Regions from separate parts of the Mus musculus genome. Here regions 2, 3, 4 and 5 are each linked to region 1. A link is a contact called in public ChIA-PET, HiChIP or PLAC-seq and promoter capture Hi-C data. All regions are on one chromosome and are shown on one strand. Each heading gives the region's core, a stretch centred on a gene start, on an enhancer-like site or on the middle of the called end of the contact. The rest is flanking DNA. Distances are from core to core; before and after follow the strand shown.

What was found. Promoter capture Hi-C pulls out the DNA fragments that hold promoters and counts their contacts. ChIA-PET counts read pairs in DNA pulled down with a chosen protein or histone mark. HiChIP or PLAC-seq counts read pairs in DNA pulled down with a chosen protein or histone mark.
Region 2: a contact with region 1 is called in an RNA polymerase II ChIA-PET map of memory CD8 T cells, with 8 read pairs. The contact joins the promoter of Larp1 here to the promoter of Trim11 in region 1.
Region 3: an RNA polymerase II ChIA-PET map of memory CD8 T cells shows a contact between it and region 1, with 21 read pairs. The contact joins the promoter of Igtp here to the promoter of Trim11 in region 1. A contact is called at or near these places in 1 of 39 promoter capture datasets (liver) and 3 of 115 datasets of contacts at active chromatin or transcription factors (the 230-238 cell line, bone marrow-derived macrophages and memory CD8 T cells).
Region 4: a promoter capture Hi-C map of neutrophils shows a contact between it and region 1, with 3 times the contacts expected there. The contact joins the promoter of Olfr222 here to the promoter of Trim11 in region 1. A contact is called at or near these places in 3 of 39 promoter capture datasets (hippocampal neurons, liver and neutrophils).
Region 5: an H3K27ac HiChIP or PLAC-seq map of extraembryonic endoderm stem cells shows a contact between it and region 1, with 5 times the contacts expected there. The contact joins the promoter of Mrpl22 here to the promoter of Trim11 in region 1. A contact is called at or near these places in 4 of 39 promoter capture datasets (cranial neural crest, hippocampal neurons, liver and 1 more), 2 of 484 Hi-C or Micro-C datasets (brain and embryonic stem cells) and 1 of 115 datasets of contacts at active chromatin or transcription factors (extraembryonic endoderm stem cells).

What each region holds. Positions count from the first base shown.
Region 1 is chr11:58,974,184-58,980,077 of GRCm38.p6, reverse strand. Trim11 (tripartite motif-containing 11) reads right to left here and starts at 1,985. Exons shown (of 6, transcript NM_053168.2): 1 at 1,434-1,985. The coding sequence starts at 1,838.
Region 2 is chr11:58,007,432-58,012,615 of GRCm38.p6, reverse strand. Larp1 (La ribonucleoprotein domain family, member 1) reads right to left here and starts at 3,552. Exons shown (of 19, transcript NM_028451.1): 1 at 3,069-3,552. The coding sequence starts at 3,423.
Region 3 is chr11:58,198,002-58,203,105 of GRCm38.p6, reverse strand. Igtp (interferon gamma induced GTPase) reads right to left here and starts at 3,550. Exons shown (of 3, transcript NM_018738.4): 1 at 3,327-3,550; 2 at 1,389-1,638. The coding sequence starts at 1,427.
Region 4 is chr11:59,569,850-59,575,715 of GRCm38.p6, reverse strand. Olfr222 (olfactory receptor 222) reads left to right here and starts at 3,978. Exons shown (of 1, transcript NM_001011789.1): 1 at 3,978-4,934. The coding sequence starts at 3,978. The coding sequence ends at 4,934.
Region 5 is chr11:58,169,782-58,175,441 of GRCm38.p6, reverse strand. Mrpl22 (mitochondrial ribosomal protein L22) reads right to left here and starts at 3,778. Exons shown (of 7, transcript NM_175001.5): 1 at 3,729-3,778; 2 at 3,600-3,648; 3 at 2,292-2,409; 4 at 100-165. The coding sequence starts at 3,756.

The sequences.
Region 1 (5,894 bases), core at 736-3,235:
TGAGCTGCTCAGAACCCGAGTGCTGGGAACTAAACTCCGAAAATCTGGAGAAGCAGTGCACTCTTTCAACCGCCCGAGCCATCTTGCCAGCCCCTATTTTCAATGCTTAAGTCAGGAGCAGTATTGTAAACAGCTGTGAAGCAACAGCAGCCTGCACACACTTTGGCAAAGGCCTCGAGCTCTGGCCACATGCAACCCTACCACTGGTTAGGTAATGACCCAGACTTCCTACCCTGGGTGTGGTGAGAGTGGAGTGGAGCCCAGGAGGCCCTGGGATAGGCCTGGGCTTGCTCTCCCCTCAGCTCCTGGTTCCTGCCGATGTAATCCCTCCTCCGTCTCTTTGGTTCTCTTCTGGATACTACTCACTCATGGCCCCAGAGCCAAAGAGTGAACTTGTCACCAGGACCACGTAGGCCAGCATGGCCTAAAGAACCCCTCCCAAACTCTAGTGAGTGGAGGGATGGCTCACTGCAGGCCCACTGGTCACAGGGAAGAGCTATCTGCCCATTTCCTGGCGTTACCAGAAAGCAGGCTGTGTCCCCCACACCCAAACCTGCTCCTGTGCTGAACAGCCACAGATACCTAAGCGTACGCAAGACAGAGCATCCATTCTGCAGGAGGGAGACACCCTCTCTGCCATCAGCCTCCTATTTCACAATCATTTCCTATTTCACAAGGTCTCTTTCTGGTAACTCCACACCTTTTGGGATAAAAGGCCTAAGGGTAACTGCTTCTCTGAGCTTTTCTTTCTCTTTTCTTGTGTGAACCCCTATGCAAGAGAAACTTAGTGTTACTTAAGCTGATCTGTCTTGTCTGTTGTTCAGACAGTGAACTTAACAGGACAGAGGACAAAGGTTTTCTTTTTTGGCAATAGAGCAGCTTTAGTGTTGTCCCTTCAGGGCTTATCATGTCATTCGTGGAGAGATGTGGGTCTCTTTCAGCACCATTAAGGGGTTTGGTGGCAGGGGGGTAAACCTGCCAACCAATCATCGGTAAACCGGGTATGGACGAAACGAAATGAAAAATTACTGGGACGATCTCTGTTTATAAGCTTTTTAAGTTTATAAGTTTATAAGTTCACCTTTGTGCTAAAGTCCAAAGTAAAGGAGACTTGGTGCCTGGTTTATTCTGGTCACCCAAGTTCATGCAGTGATGGGGACACACTGGCAGAGTATCAACTCTGACACAGGCCAAACTGTTGATCTGACAGCGGGCCCCTTCACAAGCTCTCCAAGCTGAGTCTGGACTGACTACCAACACCCGGTTTTCCCCAGAATGCACGTGCATCTCATCCTGGAATAAGACAGGCTACAATCCCGACCCCGTCACAGGATCAAGTTAACTGTAACTCACACTTCCTCAACTCAGGGCAGGGCAGTAACGGGACATCCCTTCGCACCGGGCACTGGCCGGCTGCACCCAATGGAACGCACCTTGAGGTCGTCCGCCGCCTCCTGCAGCGGTCTCACCCGGTGAGTCCAGTGCTCCGAACGCTCGCAGATGGGGCACAGCAGGCTGAGGTCGTCGCCGCAGAAGGTGGTCAGCGGCTCGCGGTGCGCCGCACAGACGCCCTGCGGGACCGGAGAAGGCGGGTGCAGGCGTCGTGCCATTTCTGCCATTTTGGCGAGCGGGCGGTTGGGCCGTAGGTTCCTCTGCGCCGACAGCTCGCGACACTCGGGGCACGCGTATGGGCCCTCGGGCTGGCCCCAGCAACGTCGGATGCACTCGCGGCAGAAGTTGTGGCCGCAGTCGGTCATCACCGGGTCGGTGAAGTAATCCAGGCAGATGGCGCAGGTGGCCTCCTCCTGGAGGTTGGTGGACAAGTCTGGGGCAGCCATGGTGCTGGCGTCTGCGCCTGGATCGAGCTTTTCGTGGTGCACCGGGATCGGGCAACTCCGCCGCGAGAGCGCAGTGGGAACGGGCCAGGAGCAGGTAGCGGCACTCTCAGCCTCCTGGGTAGTGGGTACATCCGGCACTAAGCTCTCAGACTTCCGCCGGAAGAGAAACCACAGCGGAAGCAGGAAGCTAGTTTTTATTATTTTTTAGAACCCGTTTGTTCTTGGGTTGGCCGCTGTGTATCGGGGCTCGGGGTCGGAATCGAATTATAGTGCAAGAGATCGCATTTTCGCCTCTCTTGCGGTGACAAGTCTCCGCAGGTGGTGTCCCCGCACCCCAAGATCCGGATGCTGCAAACTTTGGCCATGGGTTCTGTAGCTAATCTCTTGTGCACTGTGTAAACCTTTCTCCGGTCAATACAATGGCCAGTGAGCTTAGGCAGGAAATTAGAAGGTGTGATGCCTGGAAAAGAGAGGGGCCGGGGTGGATGCCGGGATCGACACCGACGCAAGTTTGGCCCCAGAACGCTGATGGAGATAGCAGCAAAAACTGAGAACCAGGTAACCAGCCACGTGTGGCAGAACTTAGAATAACGGGATGATTATGCACGAATCAGGAAACAGTCAAAGCTTATGGTGGTGACCGTCTGCGGCCACAACTTCTGCCGCGAGTGTATCTGACGTTGCTGGGGCCAGCAACTTAGAAAAGTTGTGGACAGCGAGTGCTAAACTAGAAAGCCAGGCACGGCTTCTCTCCCGTAAGATTTCCCGTAGCGGCGGGCTGAGCGCTTGAGCGGCCGTCTATAAGCAACTGGGTAGCGAGCCGGAACGCACTCCAGCCTGCGTCTGCAGCGGCCCGGGTCTAGCACTCCCGCGGCTGCTGAGTCAGGCAGCGGCCGGCCACGAGCCTCTGGCGTGGCCCGCAGGCGAGCAGCTTCTCAGAGCTGCACGAACCAAGCGCAGTTTGCGATCCAGAGCTGGGGCACATAGGCCTGGCTTTCAGCCGGTGGCTGCAGGTAAAGACCTAAAGCCATTCTCGAGCAGCAGGTCGGAAGGGCCTGCAGAAAGATGGAAACAATGGGGGCAGCCTCCTGAACTGAGCTGAGGGGTTGAAGTTAGCCACCGTAGACACTTGCTGGTCTGTGGAGCCTGCAGACGCACTAAAGAACAAAAGGAACATTTTCCCGCAGCGGCTATGGGACTAAAAAGCCCCAAACTTCTGAACCGGTAAGGTATTAAGTTTGAAAACAATAAAAGAGGAAAGAGACTAAATATAAAACATCGTAGACAAATATAGTTTAAGTTGGTAAATCGAAGTTTTTAAGGAGATAGAGATTAAAGGGAAAATATCTTCTATGATAAAAATGGAAAGAACTCAGTGGCACAGGGCATCTAGAGTCTGTATAATTTTTGCTATAGTTATCAGCATATAAATAATTTTTTTCAGTAACGATAACAAATTTTCTATATCTTTTTAAAGAGAGATCAAAAGAAAGCAAACTTAGATAAGGAGAAGACTGGAAGATGTAGGTTACAGGCCTTAGAAGAAAAATTAGAAAAAAATATAAATAAAAATTAGGAAAACTCTAAAGTAGTAGAGATACGACGAGAAAGATATCTGAAAAATGAAGACAGGTCATAGAAGAGAAATTGGAAAGATTTATAAATAAAAATGAAAATACTAAGATAGTAGAGCTACAAGAAGAAGAAAATATAAAAAATGGAGATGGGTCTTAGGAGAAAAATTAGAAAAAAAATTATAATTAGAATTGAGAAAGATACTGAGATAGACAGGGGAAAGAAGGCTAAAACATTCAGTACCACCTTGGAACAAGACTGAAAAGGGCAGTCTACATCTGTTAAAAAACCTAAAATGATTTTCCAGACTTGATAAAGGAATTGGGAGGAGATGAAAGAAATTCACAGGGTTATCAAGAATTTGAATGGCAACTTCTAGAAGCACAGGATTTTAGAACGCTTAAGGAAGCAGTAATGAGCTATGGCTTACATTCACCATATGTAATAACTGGGCCACACAAAAAAATCATATAATTCCAATCAAATGGAGAGATTTGATGCCAGCCATCTTAAAGCCTGGCCCTCAATTGCAATGGCTGAGGTGGAAAGATGAGGCTTCCGTGTGGGGCAGTGAAATAGGATGGAGGTGCTGATGGTGTCGGCCATCAGTTACTAAGTGAAGGACTGTTCTGGATTGAGAGTCCAGATTACCCTGACGATGCCGTCCTACAACAGAGCCTTACAACAGGGTGGAGTTCAGTCTTTTACAAAGGTGACCCAGGGCCCAGATGAATCTTTCACTGGCTTTTTACCAAGGTTAACTCTATCTCCAAATAGAGCAATATCAGATCCAACTGCTAGAGAGATTTTAATTGAATGTTTCGCTTTTAAAAATGCTAATGCTGAGTGCAAAAAGGCTACTGGACATAAAAGGGCCAGATTTGTACCTCTTTATAAATGGATGAAAACTCCTGCGGATATAGAGTTTAATACCCAAATTCAGTTATGGTGGGACAAACTCAGCATACAAAGCCTGTGGCTGTGACTGTGAATAGTTCCTAAGGATAAATTATTCTATGATAGTCCAGGGAAGAAGTCTCCTGTGCAGTGTAGAAGGTGTAGAAGGGATGGAAGTAAGGCTCATGAATGTAGGCCATCCAAAGATACTCAAGGCAATTCCTTAATGTCAGTTGGAAAACAAAGAGGCTTTGCTCCGGGCTCTACAAAAACCAACATGAGCCATTCATTTCCTGTCCACCAAGGAAAGAGTATTCTGAAAAACATTCTAGCCTGGTAAAACATTCTAGCCTGGTAGGCTTAAATCTAAGCCTGATAGGACAAGCAACTGTTCAAAACTTAAGTAAGCCATTTACTATAGAGCTGCTCTTATGGATAAAACAAGAGATTCTAAAGATACCCAAAATCAGATATTATAACAAACTACTATAAATGATAAGAGGCCAAAATTAAAATCACAGTTGGGTAGAGGAGCTCAAAGGATTAATGGACACAAAACCAGAGGTTACTTTAATAGAAAAAAGTCTTAAAAGGTTTTAAGAAAAATCAGAATTGTCAGATGTTTTAATTACGATAAATAAGGTCAAAAGGATTATAGGTAAAGTGTTCCTAGAAACAATGTTTTTCTAGAGATGATTAAAAAAAAGGCTCAGCCTTCTGAAATACACAAAAAATGTGGCAAAGGCTAACAGGACTAACGATGGTAGCTCAGCGAGAGACAGACAGGGTATCCCCTTGTTGGGGAACACTTGGGACCTGCCATTCCATCCCTTCATACAGCTTGGATGGAAGTTTATATCACAGTTGGTCAGAGAATCCAAACCAACGTATAAAGACAGACAGATGTCTTTCATTTCTTCAAAGAGCAAAGACTCATCTTTCACTGATTTGTGTGCACTTCACACTTTATGTTAAAGTGGAAATGTTGATTACCTTTGAAAAACCACCAGAAAAGCAGCCCTGACAAGATCCACCTTGAGGACGCTGAGATGCTGAGGCACAGTGAGAGGACTGAGACAGGCTGACTCCATGACAGGCTTCAAACTGGCAGTTCAGGAGACCAGGCCTAGATCTCTGTTTCTCAGAACTGGGCAAAAGTCAGTTACTGGAAAATCCTCTAAGCCTCGGGCAGCCAATCAGAAAGTGCCCCACCCTCAGTTGCTGCCCCCCACCTGGCCTGAGGCAAGGGCAATGGTCAGTAACAGTTTCCAGGCTTCCCCAGCAACAGTTTCCAGGTTTCCCCAGTAACAGTCAACACCCCCCCCCGCCCCCCCTCCACACAGCCCCCAGCCCCAAGTGGTGGTTCTGGAATGTCCCCAGATATAGAGCCAGTGAATTAAGATAAGGTTACCCACCCCTCCCTGGAATTCCCCCTAATGTGCTTAAATAGGGCCTGTGAGCTCTCTTGGGCATCTCCATCTTGATAAACAGTAGACCCCAGCATGCGGGACTTCTGCAGAATAAAACACTCTGCTTTTGCATTTATTTGAGTCTGGGTTATCATTCTTCGGCGATTCATGGACC
Region 2 (5,184 bases), core at 2,303-4,802, 970 kb after region 1:
TTTAAAGCAAACTATTTCTTGTGGGGTGCTAAACTGAACACAAAAAATAAAAGATGTTCATTCTCTGCCTTCTTTTACAAGTTAAAAAAAAAAAAAAAAGACCCACATAAAAGTTTCTGAAGGTCCCATAATCTCTTAGGCACTGAACCAACAGTTCTTAAGCTCTTTCACAGGATTCACCAGAGACCACCAGAAAACATATTTACATCATGATTCACAGCAGTAGCAAAGCTAGTTATGAAGTAGCAACAAAAATAATTTTGTGCCGGGTAGTGGTGGCACATGCCTTTAATCCCAGCACTTGGGAGGCAGAGGCAGGTGGATTTCAAGGCCAGCATGGTCTACAGAGTTAGTTCCAGGACAGCCGGGGCTATACAGAGAAACCCTGTCTCAAAAAACCAAAAATAATTTTATGGCTGGGGGGTGGGTCACCAGGACTGAGGAATTATATTTAAAGGGTCACTGCATTAGGAAGGCTGAGAAATGTTGTTATCACAGTGAAGGGTCACCACTATCCTGAGAGGCATGCACATCATAAACTATTCCCTGTTGTTCAAATGAGGAGGGTGGGACTCAGCTAACAAGAGACAGCGATACAGCACGTGCAGACTGACCCCAAAAATCTATGCATCTCTTCCCACTTGGGCACTCAAGATTGAGAGGGGGTGTGGCTGGAATAAGGGGAAAGAATGGAAAAAATACTGTTCAGGAGGGTGTCCAAAAGGACAAATCCCAAAACTTAAAACCATAAACCTAGCAGGGCAGTGGTGGTGCACGCCTTTAATCCCCGTACTTGGGAGGCAGAGGCAGGCGGACTTCTGAGTTCGAAGCCAGCGTGGTCTACAGGACAGCCAGGGTTACAGAGAAACCCTGTCTCAAAAAAACAGAAAAAAACAAAAACAAAAAAACCCATAAATCTAAAACGGGGGTGGGTTGGAGTTGGGGGGAAAATGAAGGGGAAACTGCAGTAGGTACATAATGTATGTATAAAGAAAAGAAAGAATGAAACTGGAACTAAGGAACAACAAACACACAGAGGTGGAGGTGGGGAGGGGTTAAAACCAGGTATAGGGAAGGCAGAGGTAGGAGAATCAGGAGTTTAGGACCAGCCTTGATTCCGTTCCAAGCTAAGTTCCAGGCTACACTAAGACTATGCCCTCACTTTCCCCTCTCCCCAATACAAACCTAGGACTTAGAGGTTAAACAAGATAGGAAATGCCACATGGAAGGAAGAGAGGGTAAAACATACTTTATTACTAGTTACTGCTAGTGTCCCTCAAATACTTAAACACCAGCATCTGAGCCAAAAGAAGGCTAAAAATAGGCATTTGCAGCAAGCTTTGGAAAGCTTAGCTTGCTTATGAGACACTCATTTCTGTACACTCCCAAAAACACATGCATCACAGAACATAAAAATCCCAAGACCACACAACCACTCCACTGGTGGCACATTCATTTAAAGATGTCCTGGCTGAAGATAAAATCAGAGCTGAAAAGGGACCTACCGATCCCTTTGGCTGAGGCAATAAGGCCACCACCACCTAGCCTTGCCAGACAGACAACCCAATCACAGAATTCACTTTAAAAAGCACCAAGGTCTTAACAAGCTTAAATTCAGAAGCTATTGGATTAGTTCTGGTAAGTCTGTCAAAAAACTACTCCAAAGATTCTATCAAAACCAACTGGTAAGATTACAAAAGAAACAAAACAAACAAACCAAAACAAAAAACAACCAAAAAACCCCACTGGAACAGAACAGATATAGTATACCTAAAATGTGTGCTTTGGTCACTTAAATTGAGTTTGGCTTTATCCTGAGGAAAAGTTGAGATGCCAGCCAAACTGTCTTCTTCCCACGATCAATAGCTCCAATGACGCAAGCTATCAAGGGCCCATGGCTTTACACAAAATGCCAGCTCAGGCACCCAATCCTGCCTGATTGTCACAGCTGATTTAAAACCCACAAGGCAGGTTCACCAGTAGCTAAGTGCGGCGAACTGAGCGAACAGCCTCATTTAAACTTCTGAGGAGCGCGGCTCGAGAGGATGATTATACCTCTGAATTTAAAGAGGGGCAGGACCAAAGAGCGTCTTAAAGTTGATTCCTCCACTCTGTGGGTGGAAAACGAGGATATGAAAGAAAATGGAGGTTTCAGTACTGCCCCTTGCATAAGAGGATTCGGGAAGGGAAGGAGAAGAAGAGGGAAACTCTGGTACTACAACACCCCCAACCCCATGTGCCCTCTTCCTTATGAAGCAACCCTAAGAGAAATCGAAAGGGCAACCAACGTGCTGGTTTCCCCCAGGGCTAGGCCTACACTTTCCAGCACTCTGGAACCTGAAAGCGGCTAGCTCCGACTTCCTCGGTGCCCAGCTTAGGTTAGGCAACCACACCTAAGCTCCATAGCAAGTTTTTGGTTTTGGTTTTTTTTTTTTTTTTCATTTTTTAAAGTTAAAAGTACCAGGACTCCGACGATCAAACTCAAGGGCCATGCTCACTATCAAACACCCAGGAGTACCCAAGCGGAGGCTGTGCCCGAGTGGTGCGCCACTAGATGCCCACGCCGATCGCGCCCGGCTAGGATTCCCGAGCCACCTCCCACCCGGACTCAGCGGGGGAGGGGAGCCCCGCGCGCAGCTCCGGCCGGCGAGCGCTGCGAACAGTCCTGGCACGGCGCATGGCGCCCAACTGTCACCCGCCCGCCCCGCACCGGCGCGGCCACTCCCTCGCCGCCACACACGCCCCTCGCGTCGCCGCGGGCCGCAACCGGCTCCCGGGCACGCAGGGGCCCGCGCTCCCCACGCTTCACCCGGCTCCCCGAAGCGCAAAGTTGCAAAGTTCAAAGCCAGGCCCAGCTCGGAGCCATGACACATGTTCTCTGAACACGCACTCTCGAGGCGCCGAGACGCATAGGGAGCACAGGGCACACGAGCGGCCCCGCCCGGCCCAGTCCGCCAAGCTAGGCCCGAGGCATGCCGTTGCCACCAACCGCTGCGGCCCCGGTAGCCCCGCTCCGAGGGAAACGCCCGCGTCACTGCGCGGGCCAGTGCCGCGCCGCGCAGACCCACCTGGAGGCGGCTGTCCGTTCACCGCGGCCGGCGGCGGCGCGTGCTTCGTCCACGGGTTCACCTTGGGCGGCGGTGCCTCCACGAAGTCACGCCGGCCGCCGTCCTCGCCGTCGCTCCCCGCTGGGGCTTCCGCAGCTGCGGGTGGCCGCGGGCTCTCGCGCTCCGCGCCGTCGCGGCCAGGCCTGGCGCAGGCGGGCCGCGGCCTGCGGACGCCGCCGTCGGGCTCTCCGCCGCCGTCACCCGGGCCCGACTCGGCCTGGGCGTCGGGCGCCGGCTTCTTCCTCGCCAGGCCGTGCTCCTCGGCCTGCAGCAGCGGGGCGCCCGCCGGCAGCAGCGGCTCCACTTGAGTGGCCATCTGCGCGGAGGGGCCGGGCGCGCCGCGGGCCCCGCTCGAGGCCGCTGGCGGGGCGCCGGAGCCCGGGCCGCGCGGACGCGGAGCGGCGCGGACGGGCTGACGCTGAGTGGCGCGCCGGGCAGAAGGCTCCGGCGCGCCTAGCCGGCCTGGCGGACCTCGGTCCGCCGCCTGCGTCCCCCCGCCCCCGGCCCGGGGCGGCTCGGGGGGCTGCAGTGGTGCGGACGGCCAGGGGGGGAGCGGCGCGGAGAGCCGAGCCAGACCACGCGATCCGCGGCGGGCGGCGGGCGGGCGCGCGCCTCGCGACGCGGCGCGCGAGGGGCGGGGACGGCGCGGCGACGGGCGCGCGCGCGCAGGGCGGAAGGTCCCGCCCCGGCCCCGCCCCCTGGAGACCATTCCTGTGGCGCGGCAAGTGGACGGGGGCGAGCACGTGCCTGATGCAACTTCGGAGGGCGGGGGTGGGGGAGGAGCCTTAAAGGGCCAGCGCCCCAGAACGGTCGCAGGTGGAGCACATGGGACCTGGCCACGCGGCCGGCCCGGCCTGCTAACGCTGGTGACAAGTGTTTCTCGGGGCTCCGCGTTGGGGTCTTTTACTATGTCAGCCCAGACTTGGCTAGTGATGCAGAGGGGTTCTTTGGCCGCCCCCTGTGCGTGGCTTCTGGCCCCACTCCGATGACCTTGGCCCAGCTGCAGCCTGGCCAGAGCACTGGTAATGGGTCCAAGGGAGTTCTTTCCCCACAGGGGCAGCGAGCGCCTCGGAAAGAGAACAGAATTCCCAGTAGTACCCACGCTATGCAGGCCCTCGAAACCCAGTGTTTTATAGGCAGGAAATGGCTTTTCTTTCAAGTCGCTTGTGTTTTTTCTATAGAATTGTTTAGGGTAGAGTTGAACTGACACTTAATTGAGGGACTCAGAAAGCTCTGAGATTTGTATCTTAACCCTGACCCCATTGCAGTTAGTTAGGGGTTATCAGCAGTAGTCAGGTCCACTTCCTGGGTCTCGATTTCTCTATTGTAAAATGAAGGAACCATTTATGCCAGGTGGTTTCAAATTTCTCTGTCATTTGGTTCAATAAATGTTTACTGACTTTATGCTCTGGGGGCCTGCAAAGTTCTTAGAAAGGTCTGCCAATAAACCAGGCTAACAAGCACCTGTCCTCCCGGAATTTACACTGTAAGGTGGGGGAAGGCACAGTAAACAGGAGAAACAAATACTTCATTACAGCGCAGTAGTCACTGTGCTGTAATGAAGTAGACAAGATTGGCTTTTTGTTTGTTTTGGGTTGTTTTTTCCGTTTGGTTTGTTTGGGTATTTTTTTGTTTTTCAAGCAGAGTTTTTGGTTGGTTGGTTGGTTGATTGGTTGGTTGGTTGGTTGGTTTGGTTTGGTTTGGTTTCTGTCTAGTTCTGGGCTCTGATTATCCTAGAACTCTCTCTTTCTGTAGACCAGGCAACCAGGCTTACTTCGGACACACAGAGACCCACCTGTCTCTGCCTCCCTAGTGCTGGGATTAGAGGGTTACAACATCATGAATTTAACTGAGATTGGCTTCTTTAATTGCTGAGAGAAGGTTTCCTTGAACTCAGATCCCAAAATACTGGAAATAAGAGACGTGTCAGGAACTGACTGGATCTAGAAATCTGAGAACCGAACAGCCTGGAAGGTTGGCGAACTCTCCAAAAGAAGGATTAGAAAACAGGTGGTCTCCTGGGTGGGGGGCATGGCTTCCTGAAAAGACTCTTAGAGACCAGACACTGGTATTGTGG
Region 3 (5,104 bases), core at 2,301-4,800, 780 kb after region 1:
AAGAAAGAGAAAAGCTTCCCCCATTCTGCTTCTCTGATGTGTCTACTGATATATTTAAATTTACCTTGATTTAGGATTTGTTGTTGTGTAAAGCTATAAAAACCTTCTGAAGCTTCCACATTAGAACATAAATGTGGGGTAACTTAAATCTCTATTCCTAGGCCATGGAAACTCAAAATCGCTCCAGAATAAACAACCTCTTATTTCCTTGAGAGAGAGGGGGCGGGGAGAGGAAGAGGGGAGAGGGGGTAGGGGAGAGGGGAGAGGGAGACACCCCAAGAGGTGTTACTCAGTTGATAAGAGTGTTTGACTAACACACACGAAGCGCTGGGTTCAGTCCCTAGTACCACAGAAAACCGGGCATGTGTCTTAAGCTTGTAGTCCCAGAATTTAGGAGTTGGAAGCAAGAGGATAAGAAAATTAAAGGCATCCTCACCTACACAGTAAGTTTGAGCCTAGCTTGGACTTCGTGAGACCCTGTCTCAAAAAGAAAAAAAAGAAAAAATAGCCCTTTCTGTGTGCATCACCACCAACATTTCAAAACTTCACATCAGCCAGATGTGGTGGTGAACGCCCTTCATCCCAGCAGAAGCAGGCAAATCTCTGAGTTCCAGGACAGTCAGGGCTACACAGAGAAACCCTGCCTCAAATAAATAAATAAATAAATAAATAAATAAATAAATAAATAAATAAATCCTAAATTTGCCAGGAGGTGGTGGCACACACCTTTAATCCCAGCATTTGGGAGGCTGAGGCAGGTGGATTTCTGAGTTCGAGGCCAGCCTGGTCTACAGAGTGAGTTCCAGGACAGCCAGGGCTACACAGAGAGACCCTGTCTCGAAAACAACAAAATAAAACAAACAAACAAACAAACAAACAAAACCTCCCAAACTCAAGACCATCTCTTTGATTCATGTAGTGTGTACCTGTATCCCATGAAGGATACTTTTCCCATCCTTACACTGAAGAGCCCAGTGTCTGCACCAAAAAGCCACCGTTCTAGCTGTGGGACCACTTCCAGGGAACAACTTCTGAGTGTTGATTAGTTCCCTGGGATGGCCCCACCCAGTTCTCTCCTGGGCTAGCGTCTCTCTTTACTCCTTTCCTCGGTGGCCTCCCCTCCTGTCCCGGGTGGCCTCTCTCCTCAGTCCTCTCTCCTGGGATGTTTCCTCCCTTTGTTCCCTTCCTGAAGTGAGTTCATCTCTCCCCCCAGAGCACTGTCTGCAGCCACTCACACAGTGGCTGGGCCTGGACATAAGCTCAGAACGGAGGAGTTCAGCCAAGAGCCCCAACCTGTGTTTGAAGCCTCATCCAACTCCCTGCCAGCCCAACCAGTTTCTGAAGTCTCAGTTTTCTCATCGGTACATCAGGCAAGCCATGCTACTCACCTTCCAGATATTTTGTGGCAACTTTGTGACTAAATCCATGGGACGTGTGTGCCCTGCTCTCTCTCTCTCTCTCTCCACAGCTCTCCGCTGTCTGAGTGAACGCTCTGGAGTCTCAGCTAAAATGGCTGGGCCGGTGGTCCTCGGCTTCTTTCTTCTCTCTTCAACTTTATGGAGTATGAAGGTCTATGTCTGTGGGCCTGAACTCTGTGGGTCTGCTCTAGGCCTTGCACTCTTTACTCTCCTTCAGAACCTGTTAGAAAAACGATTTTACAACAACTGATGACAGATGAGGAAAATGTATTGTCAGAAACCACAAGGAGCTCTTTCTGCCATCTCTCCGTGAGCTTGCTTGTGGTGTGCATGCCCCGGCGGGTGCTCTCAAGAACAGCTGAGAAGAGAGGCAAATGCCAGGCACTCGTCGGGCCGTGGGCCAAGGCATCGCTCAGGTCCTAACTGAGATGATGAAGCAAAGCTACATTGGCGAATTTTAAATCATTGATGATCTCAGAGCTGGGGACTACTGTGGGCCCCAAAGGCAGGCTGAACAAGTGCGGACCTGCTCCCACCTGTCAGTGTGGCTTCACCGTACTGGACCATGAAGAAGCAAGACGAAAACACACAGAGGGGGGAAATCCCGGGATTCTTTTTTTTTTTTTTTTTTTTTTTTGGTTTTTCGAGACAGGGTTTCTCTGTGTAGCCCTGGCTGTCCTCGAACTCAGAAATCCGCCTGCCTCTGCCTCCCAAGTGCTGGAATTAAAGGCGTGTGCCACCTTTTTATAGAGGTGTAAAACATAAATAAAAAGCCCCCGTGGACTGTTCAAGAAAAAAAAAAAACCAACAAAAAGAAAGACAAGGAAAGAAAAAAGAAAAGAAAGGAAGAAAGGAGAGAAGAAAGACATCTTGAATTATACAAAGCAGTTCCTGGTCACGCTTCTGGTTGATCTAAAGCTGACTACAATTCTCCATAAAGATCCAGATCTCTCTAAATACTCTGGGGAAAGGGGGGGAAAGAGATGCCTCAATGAAGAAAGCACTGGCCTCACAAGCAGGAGTTTGAACCCCTGGCATCCACATAAAAGCCAGTTTCAATACTCATGCCTAAAATACCCTAGCTGGAGAGGTGGAGGTCCAGAGGAGGATCCCAGAGGGCTTGCTGGCCAGCCAGTCAGTCTAGCCAAGAGGTTCACTGAGAGATTCTATTTCAATAAAATGAAATAAATTGGAGAGTGACTGAGGAAGACACCCTAATGTCAGCCTCTGGATTATACACACATACACACTGGCAAGCAGACACTCGGGCCCACACACAAATGCAATAGTCTCACACACACCTGCACAAAAAAGGTCACATACACAGTGGAAGTGGCAGCCCATTGGTTGCCTATGTTACTATGTTCCGTCGGGTTGCATTTTGTTATACTCTCTTCCAAAAGATTAAATTAAATGCTGGCAGATGAAGAACCAGCGTCTCCAAGGCAGATAGATAATGCCCAACAGAGTTAGACAAAAAGTTTCCTTATGAACCCAGCCTTCCAAGCCAGAGTTCTAGCCCCTGCGTGTCGCACATGGAGAACAGATGCACATTACACAATTCCAGAATGTTCCAATATTACCTGTGGGCTGTTCTGATCCTGGACTCTGGCCCCTGAGGGGTCATCGAAGTAGTGGCCAAGAGAATTTGAGTAAAATCCCACCTGTTTTCTCTTAACTAGGCTCCCTCAGAAGACCCACAAACCCAGGGATACCCAGGTAAAAAAAGAAGCACACTGCTTCTCTCTGGTGAATTGGAAGGACTTGATTCAGCCAGACACCATGCACTCCGATCCTGAAGACAGTGCAGGAGGGTGCCTGCTGCACAGGGTGCCCCAGAGGAACACCTGACCCCAGACTCCCCTGCCCTGAGCAGGTTTATAGGCCAAGCAGGAGCCCCTCACCTACCTGCTCAGAAGCCTTACAAAGCTGCAATCCAGGCTCAGGACGGTCAGGAGAGAGAGAAGTGTGGTGGGGCAGGGTCCTGTGGGGAAGAGCGATTAGAAGAGGCAGGAGCAGCTGAAGGGCAGCCTGAGCTCCTAGGTTTCCTCTCAGACCCTGCTCTATCTATGTTGGCCCAGATGTAAGTCCCCAACTTCTAGGCGTGAGCCCTGCCTGCCTCCTCCCCAAGGGGCGGGGCCTGATGCCCGAACAGCTTTCAGTTTCAGTTCCTAGAAATGGCTAGTTTTCGGGAGTTAGCACTCAGAGGCCACGTTCTTCTTCAAAGAGAGGGGTAACTGGGCCAGATTCCAGGTATAGAGGTCAGAAGTCTGCCCGTGAAGCCTGCCATTCAGACTTCGGTCAGAGCTGCCTTGTCTGACCCTGCTACCTCCTTTCCGGAGCCCCTCTTAATGATGGCACCATGTTGAGACCCAGCGAACTTGGTCCTTGGAGAACTACTCGCCCTTCATTGCTGCTCCTTGGGGCTTCTGTCGCTTCTCATTGTCTACTCGCTCCTTCCCGCCCACTCAGCTCAGGGGCAGAAATTCCACCTACTCTGCCCTGTTCCAATTCTGTCGTCTCCCCAGGATCAAAGTATGCGGCAGAATATGCCACCTTTAAGTGGTCTCCTTCTGCCCACCGGTTTCTCTTGAGTTCAGGAAAAATATTTAAAACAAAGCAAAACAAAAACCAAAAAATAAAAATAAACACTCTCCCCCCCTCCCCCTCCCCCCTCCCCCTCCCCCCTCTCCCCCTCCCCCTCTCCTTTTTTTTTTGTGTACAGTGATGCCCTGGACCACTGAGTGCCCAGGTAGAGGGGAATGGGCTAGTTTCCCTGTGTAATTGCTTAGCAGGGTAAGTGGCTGATGGGAAGTGTGTGCTCATTTGCACAGTCCATGCCCCCAGGGCTCCCCCCACCCCAGGCCATTTACTGACCTGGTCTTTCATTTTCACTCACTGTCCCTAACATCCTGACTCCCTCCCTCCCCCATCCCTCCCTTCAATAGGTGTGCATGTGCATGAGCCTCGGAGGTCGGAGCAGAGAGTTGGAACCCGTGCAACCGGAGTTACAGGACATTTCTCTGTATAGCTCTGACTGTCTTGGAACTCACTCTGTAGACCAGGCTGGCCTTGAGCTCAGAAATTCGCCTGCCTCTGCCTCCCAAGTGCTGGGATTAAAGGCGTGGCCACCTCTCCCGGCCTGGGCATCAGATCTTAATACAGATGGTTGTGAGCCACCATGTGGTTGCTGGGATTTGAATTCAGGACCTTCGGAAGAGCAGTCAGTGCTTTTACCTGCTAAGTCATCTCATTTTTAAGTGTCTCTGCCACCTGTGACTTCTCTCGCTCAGAAAATGACAGCAGGCAGCACTCTGCAAGATGCCCTTGCACAGGAGTGTTCCTGATCGATGAACTTGGTCAATAGATGATTGACAGGCTGGGGAGATGAAGTCAGTAAGGTGCTTACAGTGCACACACAGGGACCTGAGTTCAATCCTCCAGATCCCATGTCAAAAGTTAGACGTGGTGATATGTACTAGTAACTCCAGTACGGAGATAGGCTGATGGCCAGCCAGCCTAGACTATTTGGTAAGCCCCAGTTACAGTGAGAGACTTTGTGTCAATAAACAAGGTGGAGAACCTCTGAGGAAAGACAGACAAAGTTGTCCTGTAGCCTCCATATGTGTGTGCATACACAGGTGATGATTTACAAAGAAGGTATAACAGACCCCTAGGACCAGGCT
Region 4 (5,866 bases), core at 2,729-5,228, 590 kb before region 1:
CTCTCCAGCTGCCGGGGGCCAGGGCCAGGTAAGCATGCAGTCTCAGCAGCTTTATCGGAACAAACAGTCGCAGCATCTTTCTTGAACATTGTCTGCATTTGCAGTGGTGAGCGTCCTCCTAAATACTTCTCCCCAGTGCAAACCTGCACAGGCTGCAAAGAATGCTCCCTCCCTCCCTGAGCCAGGTCCCCTGTAGATGTCAGAGGACCATGGAAGGTAAGGGTCAGTCCTGGGTTCCGGACAAACCAGAGTCTGCACCACAGGGAGGCTTTGTGACATCTGCTTTTGGACAAAATTATAGGTGGAAGCTAGTTCGTCGAATGAAGCTTTTGATTCACGGAGCAGAGTGGTGCTGACCAAAATCAGTAATGGTAAGACTGTATATTTATTTCCTCGTCATGCTGGGAGTGGCCCAATTTTACTCTAATCAGAACTCTAAGGGGAAGACTTCCATTGAGCCAGGATATACCTCTGCATATTCACCCTTGTCATGAAAGAGCACCTATTAGCATCAATTAAGGGAAACTCTACCACCCACAGCCTTACCATCAAGACTCAGTCTCCCATGGCTTAATCCTGCTGACTAAGGCAGGGACTGAAACTTTGATTTGACTGCCCAGATTGAGGAAATTTTAAACTGAATTTCAGATTGAAGAAAGGGATAATAAGAAATAAATCTCATGGATGGCTGATTATTTTGCCCATCTCAGGAGCTGCTTTGAAATTATATTTAGGGCTCTGAGCTTGCTTTTCCATCTTCAATGGTGAAGTAAATCACAATTGTATCAGGTCCCAAGAGCATTTCAACAACAAATGTTAAGGATGAGATGGGACAGATAAGTAGACTGATGATTTAATAGGTGGTGGATAGATAGATGATAGGTAGATAGACAAACAGACAGATAGATGATAGATAGATAGATATATAGATAGATAGATAGATAGATAGATAGATAGATAGATAGATAGATAGATACATGGATACGTGGATACACAGATGGACAGATAAATAAAAAGATCAATCAGAGGGTTGTATACTACACAAAGGATAGCATATGTCATAAGAGTATATCTTCATGTCTGTATCCTAACACACACACACACACACACACACACACCACAGCAGTCCAAGTGTCATCAAAGCATCCACAGCATGTTTCTGACCATGGAAGGAGATGGTCCTAATCTCTCTGGAAACTAGGTAACTAACTGAACTACTTGAAGGCATTTTGCTCTTAGAACCTGAGTCTAGGAAAGATGCTGTCACTGTGTGTGGCTACAAAGCAGGGGAGTAAAGACCATCTGCAGAGCATGCCAGCAAGCCCTGAGGTCTAGACAGGCCTTACTGCCCTGGACAGAAAGGAAGCTGAGACAGCCCTTACCAGCCTTATGAAGATAGAATCAATAGCACAAGATCCTGGCTGGGGGCTAAAATGAGTAGACCCTCCTTAGAAACACCCTGGATGTTTTGAGCCATCATGACAAGAGAGAAGTCGGTCTCAGGTTAGAAGGGAGAGGATGCATAGGAGTTGGGAGCTCGATTGATAGATAAAGTTTCAGATGTGTTGGTTCACAATGTCAGGAAAGGGGGCTGGGGGGAATTCCAAGATTACAACTCCAGGCATAGGTCCAGAAGAACTCTGCTCTAGTGTGACTATGCCAAATGCAGAAATTAATGTGTTCACCCTGAGAGGGCACTTGGACCTCAGAGGACACTTGAGAGCAAGGGTCATGTGTAGGTGGTACAGTGACTGGATAGCTGCATTCCAGCAGGAGAGGCAGGAGATGCAGAGACTGGAGGGAAGAGCTGGAGAACAGAGCCAGTGGCAGCCTGGCATTCAGCTGCTTTGTCCCCAAGGAGGCTGCAAAGGACATCGATCCCACCACTACCACCATGAAGGCATACTAGCCCCAGTCTCCAGTGTGCACCTTAAAACATGGGTTTCATGGCTCACTGTGTTAAAACAGAGTTTCAGAGCTCATTCGAGATACATCCTGCTCACTGAAGTTAATGCTTGTAAGAATTTTTGAATCGGGCAATAATTGAATGTTTCACAAGCCTAGTGAGACCGCTATTGTAAAGAACGTTAGTTTTGAAACTACATACAGAGCAGAAGAAATTAGCACTTGTCTATCTAAACTCTAGGGTTTGAATTATTTTCAAATAACACTGGAGTTCTTTGAAATATCAGCTGGAGGAGGGGTGCTTGCTGCAATGTCTAACTTAAGGAGATCTTCATTAATTTCCCAATGTGTGCACAAGGTACCAAATTGAGAATTAAGAATTACCTACATGTGAGATTGATTTTCAGTTTTATCTTGAAGCAGTGCATCTCCATTGTGTATTCAGAGGCATACTTGGAGAAGACTGGGAAATCAGAACTCTAGAATGACCGTGCAGTAGGTCAGGCAGCAAGCTGTCATAGCTGCGACAGCAAACTGCCTCCACCCTGGGATCATATCTTGGAGACAATGAAGGATGAAGGCCATGCACTCAAGAGTTGAACACTTCAACCCACACTATTTATTAGAGAGAGAGAGAGAGAGAGAGTAATGAATGGGGACTCTAAGAGAGGATGCTGGCTAAGTGTTGAGAACTACATTTTTAAATAGGTACAGACAGTGGAAACAGAAACATGTAAAAAGGTGACATCCTCTGCTGCATAAATGACAAGTTTCTCCTTAGCCCTGGAGCTCCATCATGGACTAGTATAGTTATCAGAGGCCACCAGAGAGAGAGAGAGCCTTGACTCTGCACACAGAGGGGCTTTGATCCACAGAGCAGCTTTGATAGTCGTGAGGGGAACTTTTCCAAATGGTTGAGGTCTCCAGGCTGTCAAAGGCTTACTGGGGCCAACTCCTAATGACCTAATTTCATTTTGTCTCCTACCTCAATCCCATGAATCACTGATGGCAGGCAGCTCATTGGTTCCCTGAGAGCAGCGGCACCCAGAAATCAAACTGGCTGTGCTCTTTGTCTCTGTCTCTCTGTCTCTCTATCTCACTGTCTCTCTCTCTCTCTCTCTCTCTCTCTCTCTCTCTCTCTCTGTCTCTCTCTGATAATATCTCCTTGGCAAAGATTTAAATGTCACTCTAAGTATGAAACAAATAGCATCCCAGAGCCAACTGATCTTTTGTCAAACAATTCTAAGGACTTTCTCCCAAGCTCACCATTGTTGCACTCAGGTCTCACTGGGAATCAGTAACAAATCAGAAGGTAAAGTTTTCCATTCCCCCCCCCCCCCCACTCCAGGTATTCAGAGAGCCTGGAACCCTGCTGTTTTACAGTCTGAGTGAGGGACAGAGAAGCCATGGTGAGTAGTCTAGGGCCAGAGCTTCTGTAGTCCTGTGAGCCAGAGCACATCCTCACAGTGACATTGTCACAGTGACATCCTCACAGTGACAGGCCAGGTGTCGTCATCAGAGGTGAGAAGGCTGCATGACTGTGAGCTTATCGAGAGAGTCCCTCCCTGCTCGCAAAGCGCGTCTTCCTGCTTTATTTTACCTCTTTCCTCTATCCTGTCTCTGTCTCCAGAAGACAAAATAAAAAAGCCTCAGAAAGTGGACACTTTCCCATCAACGTGTTTGTGGAGAAGTCAAACACTCCAGGGGCAGTGGGAATCATGGGAGTCATGACTGAACGTGAATGACGCCTGAGGCTGTGTGGAACTCTGGCACCGAAGTCTCTCTATCTTCTCCAGGATCTGCAGCCGAGGCAAGCCTCATCCCCACTCCCACTGTAACAGATGCAGGAATTGAAGTTTAGCAAGACTGGCTTGGTGAAGGTCAGAGTAGGAGGGGGTGTGAGATGCGCATACTGCTGTCTTGACGCCCCATCCAGGGGGCTAAAGAGGGTCAGGCAGGAGGAAGCCTGAGAGAAAGCAGACACCGTGAGAAAATGACTCATTTCATCCCGTGCCAGTCACTCACCCAAACTCTCTTCACTCATCATCGCAGCTCCCAGAAGATGCCTTAGCATGAGAGGTGACAACCACAGCTGCTTCTGGGACACCCCAAAGGACTTTATCCTCCTGGGCATTTCCGACAGGCCATGGCTGGAGCTCCCAGTCTTTGCAGTCCTCCTGGTGTTCTACATTCTGGCTATGCTGGGGAACATCTCTATCATCCTGGTATCCCAGCTGGATCCTCAGCTCCACAGCCCCATGTACATATTCCTCAGCCACTTGTCCTTCCTGGATCTCTGCTACACCACCACCACTGTCCCTCAGATGCTGTTCAACATGGGGAGCTCCCAGAAGACCATCAGTTACGGTGGCTGCACGGTGCAATACGCCATTTTCCACTGGCTGGGCTGCACCGAGTGCGTTGTCTTGGCGGCCATGGCTCTGGACCGCTACGTGGCCATCTGTGAGCCACTCCGCTATGCTATCATCATGCACCGCCCACTCTGCCAGCAGCTCGTGGCTATGGCCTGGCTCAGCGGCTTCGGCAACTCCCTTGTTCAGGTCATCCTGACAGTGCAATTGCCTTTCTGTGGCCGGCAGGTGCTGAACAACTTCTTCTGCGAGGTGCCAGCCATGATCAAGCTGTCCTGTGCTGATACTACGGCGAATGATGCCACCCTGGCTGTGCTGGTGGCCTTCTTTGTGCTGGTCCCTCTGGCCCTCATCCTCCTCTCCTACGGCTTCATTGCTCGGGCAGTGATGAGGATCCAGTCCTCCAGGGGACGGCACAAGGCCTTCGGGACTTGCTCTTCCCACCTGTTGGTGGTCTCCCTCTTCTACCTGCCCGCCATTTACATGTACCTGCAGCCGCCATCCAGTTACTCACAGGAGCAGGGCAAGTTCATCTCCCTCTTCTATTCTATAATCACCCCCACCCTTAACCCTTTCATCTACACCTTGAGGAATAAGGACGTGAAGGGAGCTCTCCGAAGACTCCTGGCAAGGACCGGAAGGCTGTGTGGAAGGTGAAAAATGTAATCCCGGAAGACCTACACCTCTGGCAGAACTCCGCAGCAAGGACTCTGGGGGGTGGGTAGGGTTGTAGCTCAGGGGTGGTACAGCACTTCCTTGGCATGTGGGAAGGACTGAGTTCAACCCCTAGGGCTGTAGGAAATTCTTGGAACAGTAGGTTCTTTGAGAGATTTGAAAGAAAACAAAAAACATCCAAAAGCATTTCACCTTCCGTGTGGTGATGAGGCTCAAAGTCCCGCATCTGAGCGTTAAGTTCCATTCTCAGAGCACAGTTCTAAGAAGCCATATATCTTCAAGAAGCGCTTAAATGACTTGATGCTCACAAGTACTCGTTACGCTGTTTAACTTCTAATTCCCTGGCTCTTCCTGTTTTCTTCCTCTTCCTGTATTTCCTCTCTCGTTTCCCATGTATCTTTTTAAACCCCTTTCTTCCATTACAGTCACTCCAGATGTGTACAAAATGAACTTGACACAGAGTCTTACCTCGTTTATAATAAACGTCTGTTCTTCGTGGATCAAAATCAATACATTTTGTATTTATTTTCCAAAATGTCATAAGAATGACATGACTGCATCCTTCTATTCATAACCATAAACAATTTTCTTTTCCCTCTGGTTTAAACTGTCCTTACAGAAAGTTTTCCCACCGTTGAGTGGGAACTTTCTGCTAGAAGGCTAGATGACTCCCTGTTAGGGTACAGGGGTACAAACAAGTACATCTCCCCTCTCAGCTTCTAGATGGACGTATTCCAGTGGAGAATGCAGTAACAAATACAATACAGTTAAAATGATAAAACCTAACATAAGAGCTGAAGATGTTTAACTCAGTCTAGAGCTCCTGCCTAGCTTGGTCCTGGCTTCACTGCCCAGAACCACACACAAGAAATGTTGACAGTGATTCATTCAAGCTAACATTTGTGGAAGGTTTC
Region 5 (5,660 bases), core at 2,529-5,028, 810 kb after region 1:
TGGGGAGACTGGGGTAATAAGCATTCCTATTCCAGTCCTCAGGAGGAAGCCACAGCTTCTTTCCCTGGGTATCACGTGGGGGTAGGCACGTTAGCTTACCATCTTTGCCAGGTACCACATCTTGTCCTTGCTGTATTTTATTTGTCTCCGACAATGGTAAATTTCCTTGTGAGTAGGAAAAAAAGAAAAACATTGTTACAGCAGGCTCATCGAAGTGACAGTGGCACAGCCACTAGTGCCCATACTCTATGCCCAATGACAAAACTATTATCACAAGAAATAAAACAAAATACTACAAAGATTCTAGGGAGTCTTTAGACAAATTTGCCTTTTTTCAACGTCTCATTATGTTAAAAAAAAAAGATTAGTAAGAAACAGAAACTATAATCTTTTCAAATTTACATACGTTATATGTATACATGTTTTGTCTGCATAGATGTGCATCAGTGCCTACCTGGTGCCCTTGGAGGTCAGAAGGCACGAGTTCCCCTGAAACTGGAGTTACATTTGTGTGCTGAGAATTGAACTCGGCCCTCTGCAAGAACAAGTGTTCTTAACCACTCCAGCCCTTAAACTATAATTTTTTGACCAAGTAGATATTGAATAATTCACAATTCACAAAGCGCTTTTTAGTAGGTTCAGTTGGGAGAGGAACCATCTTATAATCCTTTCGGAAACTGAAACTGACAAACTACGTGGCTTCTTCAAGACCTAAAACCCTGTGAGCGGGGGGAGCAGCCAGGCATGGGGGGGGGGGGGTTCAGATCCAGCATAGGCACCTCCCGAGGTGGTCTGAATGAAAATGGCTGACAGCGAGTGGCATTATTTGAAAGGACTGGGCCGAGATAAGGCCTTGTTAGAATGTGGCCTTGGTGGAGGAAGTGTGCCATTGCGGGTGGCCTTTGAGGCTTCAGAAGCTCAGTTCAGGCCCAGTGCTTCTTTCTCTCTCTGCTGTCTGCTCATCTGGATGGAGTCCTCTTCCACACCATGTCTGCCCACATGCCACCACGCTGCCCACCATGGCAATAATGGACTAAACCTCTAAACCATAAGCCAGCCCCAATTAAATGTTTTCTTTTATAAGAGTTGTCATGGTCATGGTGTCTCTTCACAGCCATAGAAACCCTAAGACATTCCCAAAGTTCTCCAAAGACTCTAAAAGTCCACCTTCTTCCCACTATTTGCCCTCCTACCAGGCTGTCCTGTGTCCTGGAACTCATTCTGTAGACCAGGCTGGCCTCGAACTCAGAAATCCACCTGCCTCTGCCTCCCAAGTGCGGCGGGGATGCCTTTTTTTTTAATCGATGGTTGAAGTTGTAACTCAGTTGTAAGAACGTTTCTCTGGCTTTGAGCCATGGCACTGCATACACAGCATGTACTAGTGCTCACGTGTAATTCCCGAACCTTATAGCAGTTGCATGCCTCCACAAATTCACTTAAAGCTGGACTTTGCTTTACATGTCACTAGAATAATCTCTGACAGTCTGAAGTACGCAACACAATAATTTTATCGCTGAGCAGCTAATAAGAAGATACATCTTTGGTAGGTATCCAATGATTCAATCCAAACCTGAAGTTTAAAGGTTTGTACATTATAGAAAGAAACAAAACTGTAAGTGTACCTAAATTCAAACACACAGTGGTTAAAGCAACATTTTCCAACTCATTATGCTTCCATCAGCTGGGTGTGCTGGGCGTGGTGGGCGTGGTGGGTGTGCTGGGCGTGGTGGGCGTGGTGGGTATGCTGGCACACAACTTTAATCCCAGCACTCTGGATGCAGAGGCAGGCAAGTCTCTGTGACTTTGGGGGCAGCCTGGTCCATAGAGTGAGAACAACCAGGGATACATGGATTCTGTCTCAAAAAAGCCCGATGATGATGATGATGAGGAAGAGGACGATGATGACGATGATGAGGACGACGATGACGACACTACCAACAAGCCTCACGTAGTCAAAATCAACATCTCAAACCCTTAGGTCAGTTTAGGAGGTAAAGGCAATCTGGTACAGTTAGGTCAGTTAATTAGAACATGTAAATTACTTCACAAAGCCCCTTTAACCCGGAGGAAAACCTCACTGCTTGGCACATAAGAACACAAGTACTGGTCAAGCAGGGCATGGTGGTGCATACCGTCAATCCCAGCACTTGGGAGGCAGAGGCAGGCAGGGTTTTGTGAGTTCAAAACCAGCTTGGGCTAAGTGCTGAATTCAAAACCAGCATAAGACCCGACTCAAAAGAAATTAAAAATAGATTTAAAAACTAGGGGATTACTTCTCCCTACAAACTTACCGCTGGTCTCCGAGGTTCGCCAGGCAGTTGAGGTGGGTAAACAATCTTATTCTTCTTCTCCCATTTGCGAGAAATGTCAAGAGAAGCACTCGTGTGGATGCACGACGGGGGTAAAACCCTGAAAGGAAGGAAGCCCATAAGACAACAGAAACTTGGACCTCTCTGCCGTTCTGGGAGCCACGTCACCACCACCCTTATCCAGACACTACAGAGCTGGCTCGTCTCCCATCCAGATACACCTGCAATCTCTAGGCCTTCAAACTTTCTTCTCCAGTTTGAATCACTGGTGTTTACATTTTACATAGTTAAAGCCAGCGGCACACTGTCACTTCACTGGGCCTTGGTTTTCATGTATGTAAGAAAGAGGAAAGAGGCAATGTCTCTAAGGCCTCTAACATCATTTTATATCATCACTCACAGCAGGGTGACAGAACCATAAGCTGCTCAACTCTGACTTCAATCTTTCAAAGAAGCCATTAGGATAAACTATTAAACAAGATTTTGTGAGCGTGAGGTACCTACTGTCTGCCATCCCTTAGAAACTGCCTTGCATTTCTCAAAACCTCAATACAGATTTGGCAATCAATATGGTGTCTGGTAAATTAAGTATGCCATGAATTAACAGTGACAAAGTTTCATGAATACTTACAGGTTTTATGAATACTCAGGACTGAAATGGGTTTTAAACGGAATCAAACAACTATAATTATATTATGTCAAAATATTGCTCCAAAGAAGCAATTCATTTGCAAGTACTATATATGTAATCGAAACTTCGGATGTACCCTACGGATCCATGCCAGTGCTAACTCAACTGCATAGGGACGCTTGTGTCCTAGCAGGACAGTGCATGGCCTAGGATCCCAGCCTCTGACTGGTAAGCAGAAGCCAGACTGACTTATGGCGAGACTCAAACAAACAAACAAAAGGCTTTCTCGAGAGGCTCCAGAATGTTCTGCAGAGCAAAAGGCTCAAACTCCAGTTGCTGAGAAACAACAGCGAACGAATGTACAATGTCAGGCAAGCCTCGAGTCTCCAAACAGTCCTTGCCCACGGCAAGTGAATAAAGAAATAACCAGGAATGTTTGTTGGTATAGCACACAAAGTCGAAGATTCGAATCGTGCCTACGGAATAGGGAGAGGCTGGTCAGAAAACACCGAGAGGAGCCCCCGGAGGCAACAGTCTCTATGGGGTTCTGGGTCGGGCCGCCCTCCACCTGAGGCCGAAAGTACTGCCTGGCACACAAGTGCACTGTGATCGATGCAGATCAGGCGCAGCCTGCAAGATCTTCGTGGCAGGACTCTTACCGCAGCGTCTGCGTTGCCCAGATCCTCAGGTTAGGTACCCTCAGTGCACCTGCAACGTGAATACGAGCTGTCAACTTCGATTCTCTTTATCTCCTCCTTCCCAAATTCTAAGAAAGACTCAAGCCTTACCCAACTCTCGCAGTAGTGCGGCCGCCATGCTGAGCCCTACGGAAGCCTCCGGGATCAAACGCCGGCTGACTATACGCATGCGCAGTCCGAGGCCGGCTTCCGGGACCGGAAAAGTCAGAGTGCGTTGTCATGGAGACCAGGAATGCGTCGTCCTTGTGAAAAGTCTGGTCAGAGCAGTCTTTCTTTGGAGTGAATGACCTCATAAAGACTGAAAATCAGAAAAACTGTGACCTCACCTCATAACAGCCTGAAAAGGGCAGGAGAACCTTTTAATCCTAAATATTTAAGGCCAAAGATACAAGAAAGACCACTGATCCAAATCATAATGGCCAAGTTAATTAAAGCAAGCAATTAATTAAAGCAAGCTTTTTTTATTTGCATACAGGAACTGCTTCCCCCTAAAGCAACGTTTGAGAAGGCAGCATCGGATATGAGGAAGACAAGGTTTCTATAGCTCAGGGGTTGGGTGTTTCCAAATGGATTTGCTAGGTGGAGGTTACAGGAGCAGAACTAGAACAGGAGCTGACTAATAAGTTAGTCCCATAAACAGAAACAGACTAGCAAATTGGTCATAACCACCTCCTGAAAGAAAGTTATGATCACAAGGTGGTCCTAAGAAGGTAGTCATAAAAACCTTTTTTTTTTTTTTTTTTTTTTGGTTTTTTGAGACAGGGTTTCTCTGTATAGCCCTGGCTGTCCTGGAACTCATTCTGTAGACCAGGCTAGCCTTGAACTCAGAAATCCGCCTGCCTCTGCCTCCCGAGTGCTGGGATTAAAGGTGTGGGCCACCATGACCGGCCATAAAAACCTTTTGAAACAAAGGTAGGATTAACAAGATGGTTTTGAAACAAAGACACAGTTGCCATTTTCTGGAACCCACAGAACCATGTATAGTTAAGATTACAGGTGTGGCATAGCCCAATCAGTGAGAAATGGAGGTTTAATCATAAACAGGAATGAATCTAGTTTGCCTCTACTATAAGATACCTTTTGGGCTGGTGAGATGGCTCAGTGGGTAAGAGCACCCGACTGCTCTTCTGAAGGTTCGAAGTTCAAATCCCAGCAACCACATGGTGGCTTACAACCACCCATGATGAGATCTGACTCCCTCTTCTGGTGTGTCTGAAGACAGCTACAGTGTACTTACATATAATAAATAAATAAATCTTTAAAAAAAAAAAAGATACCTTTTAAGCCTAAAATGGAGGCAGGCTGGTTCATCAAACTCTGTCTTCAGTGGGCCTCAGGGTTCTTGTTAAAAATGACTGTAACATCAGCATGTGGGAGACTGGTGTTAAAGAACCACCATGTTACACAAGCCGGGCTCTGTCTCAGAGAAAAGGAGCCTGGCGTAGCACCACATGATGTAATCCCAGCGTATGAGAGGCTGAAGCAGGAAGATCTCCACCAGTTTGTCGCCCTGGGCTGCAAATTCCAGGCCAATCAGAACTACACAGTGAGACTCTATCTCAAAGGAAAAGAAGAAAGAGGAAGGAAAGATCACTCTAACACAAATTTGTGAACATTACTGAGAAAACTCTTTCAGAAACCAAATTGCCTGGCATGGTGGCCCACACCTTTAATCCTAGCACTCAGGAAGGCAGAAGCAGGTAGATCTCTGTGAATTCAACACAGTCTGGTCTACAGAGCAAGTGCCAGGCTAGTCAGAGCTATATAGTGAGATCCTGTCTAAAAAAAAAAAAAAAAAAAAAAAAAAGCCAACGGGATGGGGTGTTATCGAGATGGTCCAGCTGACAAGCTGAAGTCAGTCAGTCTCTAGGCCCCATATCATGGAAAGAGAGCACCAACTCCTTGACCTCTGACCTCCATACACACACATTGTGAAATATGAGCACACACACACACACTAAATAAATAATAAAGACTAAGAGACGAGCTAATGCGTTTGTGTGCTCCTGGCAAAACTAGTGA